2 separate regions of the Mus musculus genome follow, and region 1 is linked to region 2. The links are chromatin contacts, called in public targeted proximity ligation maps. All regions are on one chromosome and are shown on one strand. The core of a region is the stretch at or near the end of the contact, and the rest is flanking DNA. Distances in the headings are between cores, read along the strand shown.

Evidence for each region.
Region 1: a targeted proximity ligation map of embryonic fibroblasts shows a contact between it and region 2, with 2.2 times the contacts expected there. A contact is called at or near these places in 1 of 39 promoter capture datasets (the SN4741 cell line), 3 of 484 Hi-C or Micro-C datasets (bone marrow-derived macrophages, liver and nephron progenitors), 3 of 130 datasets of targeted methods (bone marrow-derived macrophages, embryonic fibroblasts and fibro-adipogenic progenitors) and 1 of 9 other capture datasets (liver).

The regions. Positions count from the first base shown.
Region 1 is chr19:16,324,357-16,328,796 of GRCm38.p6, forward strand. The region is part of intron 3 of Gnaq (guanine nucleotide binding protein, alpha q polypeptide); the gene reads left to right. Among named protein-coding and RNA genes, the nearest start is that of Mir496b, 12 kb to the left of the region's middle.
Region 2 is chr19:16,166,327-16,170,464 of GRCm38.p6, forward strand. All of the region lies in intron 1 of Gnaq (guanine nucleotide binding protein, alpha q polypeptide), which reads left to right. It also overlaps the pseudogene E030024N20Rik. Among named protein-coding and RNA genes, the nearest start is that of Gnaq, 36 kb to the left of the region's middle.

The DNA of each region.
Region 1 (4,440 bases), core at 510-3,009, 160 kb after region 2:
GCACTTAGAGCTTTTGCAGAGGACTCAGGTTAAGTTTCCCATATGGTGACTCATAAGATTATATAGTAACTCAGGTTCCTGGGGATCCACTGCCCTCTTCTGGATTCCGAATATGTGCAGGCAAAACAATTCTATACATAAATAAATCAATAAATGAATAAATCAATAGGTTCAATGTTGTCTTGTTATATGTTAAGTCAAATTAGGATGGCCCATCCATCAGTCTCTGGACATGGTCATCATGCTTGAATGTCAGGGCCTGGTGCTACAGAGTAAACCTCTAAGTTAAAATAATATGGCCTTAGGAAACTGGCTTGTGTTTAGAGTTAGCTCTCAGCTGTGGTCAGTGGGACTTCTCATAGGCCCATTGTTCATATCACCAGTGGGTATGTGCAGTACAACTGTACTCATTGCTACAGTACCACTCCTTTAGGAAGGGATTTAGGTCTTTTATCATTTGGTTCATTCCCACTTTCAAAGAAGTTATTCTCTGGTTTACCATGGACTTTGATTAAAAGGTATTAGTTGAAAAACTAAGAAAATTCTGTGCCATTTCTGATTTCTTTACTCTTATTTCTTCTCTTTTCTGCCTCTAGCATCCCCCACCCTTTTGTGCACATAATTCCCTACTGCAGTTCATGATCACCTATCCTTTCTTATTACATTCTTAGTTAGCAAGTTACACTTGGGTACTTAATTGTTTCTCAATTGATTCATCTGTACTATCTTTGCTTCCCAGGTAGTCTGACATCCCTAAGGCAAAGAAGTATATTTTAATGTATTTTCATACCAGTTCCTTGTGCCAGCCACCAACTCCCATCAAAGACACGCGGAATTAGAATTTAACATAATACATTCTCATTAAACAGGTATATGTTATCTGAATTAAGCATAGTCACTGCACAGCAAGGCAGATAAGAAGCAACATTCTATTGTTTCTTGGTGTTTCAGAATTGGGTCAGAATTAATCAACACCCTTGAAAGCTGTCTTACAAGAAAATAAATTAGAAAAACTCAGTAGGGGAACTAAGGGCCTCTTTTGCCTTCCTCTGTCTCTCTCTTTGGATTTTGTTGTTTCCTTTTGTTTCCTACTTAAGAGACAGTCCATTTGTGTTGCACCAGTACAGTACCTCAGGCTCCCTGCCACAAACAATCCTGCTTAGCTCCCCTCTCCCCACCCCAGTAGTAAGGGCTATAGGTGTGCATTGTTGTGCCTGGCTGTGTGTGTATCTAATACAGGCTTTGTCTGTTTCTTTGTGCAATATAGTTGTGAATCTGTTGCTCTTGGCCTTGTCCTGGACTCAACACTGGGGTCTGCCTGGCACACAGAGTTGCTCGGTCCCACTGGTCTCTTTGATAATCATTTTGAACAGTATGTATATAGAATTAATATGTTGAGTCTCTTTCCTAAATGCTAAGTTCTTTTCAGGATACTCAGGATATTTGCTAAGGGGAAAAAATACTTTGTGAATTGTTGTAGTTCTTTTGTCAAAGAGAGTCGGGACCCATTCTCCCTTCCCTTTCTCTTTACTGTGGAGATTACTCTCCCCTGAGATAACGTTCTGAAGAATCGGGATCCATAACACTACTTTGTGGCCTTTGCCTTGCACTTGGGATTTCCTATGAAAAGCAAACAACGTTATGTCCAAAACTACCCGTAATAAATGCTACCGGTCACTGAGCACTAGCCATGAGGAACGCTTACTTCCCTTTTACCCACTGAGTTCACTTGAGACGGGAGTGCTTGTGTAATGAGTAACTGCATTCAGCTAACAAGCTGAACCAGATTCCTGGCCAATCAGATCAGAGGGAGGAGGGCCGCTCCATCCAGGCCTTCAGACCTGGGTTGCTTTGAACCTTGTCTCAGGGTAGTAGATTTCAGAACTGTCACTAAACCATTTTTTAAAGGTCTCTCTAACAATGTTCCAGTGGTTTGGTTTTTTGTTTTGTTTTTTTAACTCTTTTTCTCTGGAATTTTGTGCTCATCCAGCTCTGGACAGAGCTGTGTCTGGGCTTCTTCCTTGCCTTCGCTGCTTTCTGACAGTCAGATAGGATCTCATGGCATGATCTAGCTTTCTACTCCCAAGGGACTGGGCCTCTCACAATGAGGTCTTGTTAATTTTTTTTAATGAAGGCGACCTAGTTTTTGTAACCTTCTTTTTAATAATTAAAAATATGAAGCCTACCCAGCATCATTTTTCTGTGCCACGATTTTATCTTCATATCGAACTTGAACTGCAAATCTGTAACATGGCAGCCTTGCCATGGAGACACTTAATAGGGGTTAAAATCCCCCAGTGCCAAATATCTGCCCAGTGAGCATGCTGTTAATGCCACAAGGCACTGTTTTATCTTGTGTTTAGCTGGGTTTGCATCACATGCCAGAAACTTCTTTTCTTACTTACTACCCACAGGTCCTTTTTTCTTAATGGTGTACTTGCTAAGGTCTGTCTATATGCCTCTAACTTTTTCTTTAAAACTTTTTTTTAAAAAAAGCTAGTTCACTTATATGTTGCCAAATCTTATTCTGGGTTGCTTTCATTTAAAACTGGGAGGGACAATTGAGTTGTTCAAAGTTACTCTTATGCTCACAGTAGCTCAAATTTGCTATGGACAGACAATCATTAAAATTAATGATCACTTAGAATCATATCCCAAGCAAAAAAAAAGTCAAATTTAATTTGATTTGGTCATATTATTTTACCGAAGTCTCAGCTTTACTCTTTACTTTTAATAATTCAAAGCATGGGTATAGCTCCTTTTTTCTAAACTTAAAACTTTATTGTTTACAGCAAGAGATGATCCTGAAGTTAATTGTAACAAGAAAGCAAGCTAGTGGGCGTGGCTGCCTTCATCCACTCATGTATTCAAACATGCTACAGGGAGATGTTTGGGGATTATTACTTGGAATTTTATGATGACTTAACCCAAATAAAATCTTGGGCAAACTCCTTGCATAGCCCATGAATTTATCCAAGAGCTTTCATATCTTTCGCTTCTACCATAAAGCTGTAAGTCTAGTGTGCCATTAAACTCCAGGTGACTCTGTTGCTGTGGGAGAGGAACTGTGAGATTACTTTAGCTCTTTCTTTGCCCTCCCTTCCTTTTACTGAAAACCAACAGAACCCTATATAACTTTGCTCCATTCAGGAGATTCTCTCAGACATGTCTGTTGATCGGGTCAGCCTCCTCGGTTGTCACTGGACTGGATAGAAAGCCAGGGGAGAAGCTGTACCCTGGTGAGTGTGGTTGTACCAGTTACGTCATCCCGTGGACAGGGCTGAAGTCAGGAAGCATATCTCTAAATGAAGTTAAACCAGTGCTGCCCTTCCTCTGTTGTATTGAAATTTGTCAGTCGTTTTAATTCAGAATTTAGTTTTTACATAATGCAGGCGAGCTATGTCCCAGAAGTGTAATCACATAAGGATGGGTAGCTAACAGCCCCTTGGCTCCTGGGCTGGTTCCTAAGGAGTTCTCTACTTGCCTAGCCATTGCGCATTTCTCATAAAATAGTTTTCATTTGAGCAACACACTGAGCGTATGTTCCGTGGCTCCCTGCCGAGTGCTGGTAAAACAGCCACAGAAAAAGCTAGTCATGGACCCTGACCACTGAATCTGAGAGCATGTGGAAGAAGGCTAAATATGTTTAATTAACAAGTTCCAAATTATTTGGTGTCTTAATATAGCAAAAAGTCATCAAAGGCCTATAAGATAGGAGTAAAGAGGACTTAAACAGGCAAACCTACGTTTTCTAAAGCACTCTTAGATGTGGCTTATCTCCCAGATAATTAAGTCCCATGTATACCATGACTTCTTCCTGTCTCTGACATCAAGGAAAGATCTTCCGCCAGCTACCTTTTACACATGCATTGCCTTGGCAATGTGCCTGTGCCATCACCATAGCAACACTCTCAGAATGACCTCAGCAGCCACTCAGAGTCAGTCTTACAAAACAAATTATTTCTATAATTAACTCTCTGAATTTACTCTGTAATATAAATTTGCTTAAGCCCTGGTGCTTCTTTTTAAAAGGTTAAATGAATGGAATAATACAACAGGAACCCACCCACCCCCCATTTTCCATCAGTTTTGCTGAGAATATGAAGTATTTCAGTGGAAAATAAAGAGATTAGATATTACTTTATTCCATCCAAAATGTGGCAGGCACAAATGAGGAGGATATACGTAGTACACTAGAAACCCCACTTCTGGGGCTACAAAGTAAATCCCTTCCCCCAAGCCATTATAAAGTACAAAACTGCCCCGAGCTCTCCTGAGTCCTGCTTGCTAAGCCATGGTGGGACATGAGACGCTGGAGCTGGGGCACGCAGGCACAAGCTGCCCACGGTGGCCTTTCCTGAGCAGTGAGAGATACAGTTCTCAGTTGTCTTTTCTTTTCTGCTTCACAAATTGTGTCTTCAGTATTTCACCTTCTGAGCC
Region 2 (4,138 bases), core at 1,160-3,659:
TTACTTGGATTGACACAGAAAGCATCTCTTACGGCTGAATCTCATGGCCTTCCCTTAGACTTGATATAGCGCCTGCTGAAGTAGCTCTCTCGTGAGGCAGGGCAGACATGCAAAGCTTCTTTTGTTACTGTCTGAACTTGAAACCTGATTTCCCAGCACCTGAGACATTTCCCTAAGTCTACTGTCATAAGTTTTTAAAGAGCGCATTAGATTTCTCTTTAAATCATCCCATGGTTTTTGGTCCTCAATGGGGAAAATGGTGTGTATGTTAGCTAATATCTACTGTCCCTTCTAATTAAGGGATTTTCTTATATTGTACTCATACTTTGTGTTCTGTAGTATTTGAAGGTATCTCAAGATAATTTTTAAAAGAGAAGTATCTTGTTCTACAAGTAAACTTCTCTGCTAATGTTTGCTTGACCCCCCCCCCCCTTCTCTCTTGCTGCTTTTGAGACAAGGGTCACTATGTAGCCCTGCCTGGACTGGAACTTTGTCATACACAGGATCTCACTCTGCTTGCTGAGTGTTGGAATTAAAGGTGTCACCATATCTGGGCAGCTTTTAATACTTCCTAAGCAGGCTGACTGTTTTCCTCAGCTGGAGCCTAAGCCTGGTCCAAGGAAGCCAGGCCATGCACTACCCATTGCTGAGTGCTATCCAGCGCGAGTTTACCGCATAAAGGAACTAATGTTTCTTACAGGAAGCTGTTCTTTTTTGTTTGTATTGGCTTCCAGGTTCCCAATATTTGGTGGATACTCAAGAAATTTGAATTTTGAGTCGGCTTAGTCTTTCAGCAAAAAACAAAGCATTTCTCACTCCTTTTTACCTGTGTGCCTTAGGTTTGTTCCTAGCACAGTGCCTGGTCACAGTGTAATGGTCAGTAAGTATTTGCTGAAATAAGCAGCTCCCCAATGACTCGGTGAGCTTTTGCTTTGACTAGTCACCTGGCAGAAGAGTGAGGTGCTTATGCCCAGTTTGCTGTGGCGGCCTGATCCCGTAGTTCTCACACAGATTGGCATTATGTAATCTTTCCACCATTGGAGAACATTTTCTGTGACAGCTGACTCCTTGGTGTGAATGAATTTTTCTGTCAGCTGTTGAAGAACTGAGTTGGTGTTTAGAAAAATGCAGAAAACATTTGTTCATCAAACCTAACGAGATTGGTTAGCAAAAGAGAGGAAGTATTTATAGAAAAGGAGTGTTCTGTTTCAGATCCTTCATAGCTGTCCAGGCTTGTCCTCACTTCAGGGATGGAGTAATTCTTTTGTTAGATGACTAGAATCAAATGTTGTGAGCTGCTTTTCTTTTCACGTTAGAAGAAGGAATGATTTGAAACTCATAATAAAAGCTAGTTTGCACTTACACCAAATTGCGTGCCTTCCCTTATAGGGAGATCTTATTCCTCAAGTCTTACTTCACTAGTTCTTAATACAGTCGATAAGCATCTTTGTCTTTGGCATCTCACAGTAAAAAAATGCCATTATCAACACTGGTTTTGTGAATATCCATAGTACTAATCTGTTCTGTCTCATGCTTGTCATTTTGTTTGTGTGTCGATGCAGAAGGAAGTAACTGAACTCATCAAATGATTGAAGACATTTCCATATGGGAAATAGTGTGTGTATTTTCTGTACAGTTGTATTCAGAAATGACAGCTGTTTGCACTAATAGTCTACATGTTAAAAGTAAAAGATCAAGTTAAAACAGGGATACATCTTTGTTACCTTTTTCTTGGTTTAGAACTACTGTGTAGCAGTAGGAAGAATCAAGAAGCGCTTTTCATTTTGCACAAATGTTTTTGCATCTGTGTTTGGTGTTTTTCATAGAACCACATTCTTAATTCAATATATTATGAAAGTAGGTAGGAAGGTGAAAGGGCAGATTAAAAAATGCTGTAGACACAAAGCCAGAATGAGAAATGTCACTGTATTCTCTTCATTTGGTGGCTGCTCTTACTGGTGAGCTACACATCATTGTAAGTTGATGGGAACGCCCGAGGCAGCCTTTAGCAGGAAGCCAGGCTGCTTGACCCTGCCCTTCCTGCTTTGTAAATGATCACTAGCTGCTAAACATGCATTAGTGGCCTGGGCCTGGGCCTTTGTGCATGGGAACTGGGACTGCAGGAGAGGGAACAGAGACCCAGACAGCTTCAGGGATGAAGCGATTCTGCTGACTATGGCTGGTGTGTTCAGTTAGGGGACTGTAGCACTTTCTTCCTTTCATAGGTTCCTTTGCCGAAGTTGCCTGATGCTTTCTTTACTAAGCAAGTCAAACCACACTTATTTACAGTATAATGATCATTCATGAGATTCAGAAAACTACCCCCTTGAGATGGCCTTTGGGACAAGAGACTGCAGTACCCAGGGACTGCTCTTGCTCACATGGTGCCCGTGATTAATGGTTTGGCATGATAACACTGAGAATCTGGGTCTCAAAGGAGGATGTAGGCCAGTTCCAGCCTTCATAACAGACTCCTTCCTGAGGCCCGTGTTTATTGATTTGGCAGAGATCCTCCTGCTTGAGGAATCAGGCTGGTACCGCCCTTGACCATACAAAAGAAATATAATATGCTGAGCACTTGTCTCTCCACAGCTCTCCTTTGAGAGGCGTAGGTGCCAAGCCCTGTTGCTGAAAGGGCACATCAGGTGGAACACAACATGCAGTCTGGAGACAGAATTCTGTGGCAGCAGGAAGTTGCAGCAAGAGGTCACATAGCATTTAAACCCTGAATCCCTGGAGATTCAGGGAGTGGGCAAGCATTCAAGCTGAGTGTGGGAGGGACTCAAACTCTTTCTTACATTTATATAAATGATTATATAAACTGGAGGCTGTGGTTAATATCAGAGGCTAGCTGTCTCCATGTTACTGTTAACACTTGAGACATTCACAAACCGGGTTTGTTTGGATGGATGAAGTATGGGGGCTGAAGTGAGCTCCTCCTGTGTCATCTAGCCTCGATGTAAATTTGACTTTAATGTTTATTGTCTCCACAATAAAAGGTAGTCTTGAAAGGTAGTGAAGAAAGTAGATTTCTTTTGTTGAAAGATTTCAAGCAATATAAGATACATACCTTGATAATTACAAATTTATGTTTTTTGTACTGTCTTGAGCCCTGTTTATATTTGATTTGTTCATTATTTTTTTTTTCTGACAGCTGGTTTAAAAATGGAATATCTTTCTATTAGAGCAAATGCATATTGTAAATTTTGTGTTCATAGCTTTAGAACACATGTATAGACTTAAATTGATTTGCGTTGAAGTTAATGAGTGTCCAATTAAAAAAAAGACACTGTTGTATATAAAATTCCCATTAAAGTAGCTTTGGAAAGTTTTGAAATTAAGATAGAAAAAAAATGAATTGTGCATAAAAGTTTGATTCAAATGTGGTAGCTTGTAAGCAGTTATTACAGTTAAATGTTTTTACAGTTTTGTGTCTGGCTATATCGCTGTTCTTCAGCCATGTAAATGTCCAAAAAATAGTAAAAACAAACAAACAAACAAACAAACAAACAAACAAACAAACGTCAGCGTTACTTTTCCTTCTTCCCTACGTACACGGCAGGCCCGGTCTCAGCGATCCTGGGGACCTTTCCTTTCCCAGTCCCTGGTAGCTCAGATGTGAGGTGAGTGCAGAAGGCCCACGAAGAACTTCTCATTCTTATCATAGAACTTAAAGAAATCAACTGGCCGGTTTTAAGTGTCGTCTCTTGTGTGAACCTTTCACATTTCAAAGGTGAAAAAAAGTTTCCAGGTTTGCCTGAGTCAGAGGGCAGAGTTGTGAATGGAGCCAGAAGGTACTGAACAGGGCAGTGCAGTGTGACATGGAAAGGGTGGATGGTCCCATTTCCCCGTGCGCAGTGCGCATGGGAGCTAATTAAGGATTTATTATTGGAATATGGCTGACTTCAGGCTTTTTCTGATATTTGTGCACATTTTATAGCATTCTTCTTCTACCTGTTAGTATGTTCAATATGCTGTAGCACAGCCCTCACTCTGTTAGAGCTCTGCCTGTAATCTTGCCACTTGGGGAAGTTGAGGTAGGATGATGGCCATGAGCCTGAGGCCAGCCTAGGCAAGTCTTAGGCTATCCTAGCTATAGAGTAGCATCTTGTCTCAAATAAGAAAAAAATAGAAAAAA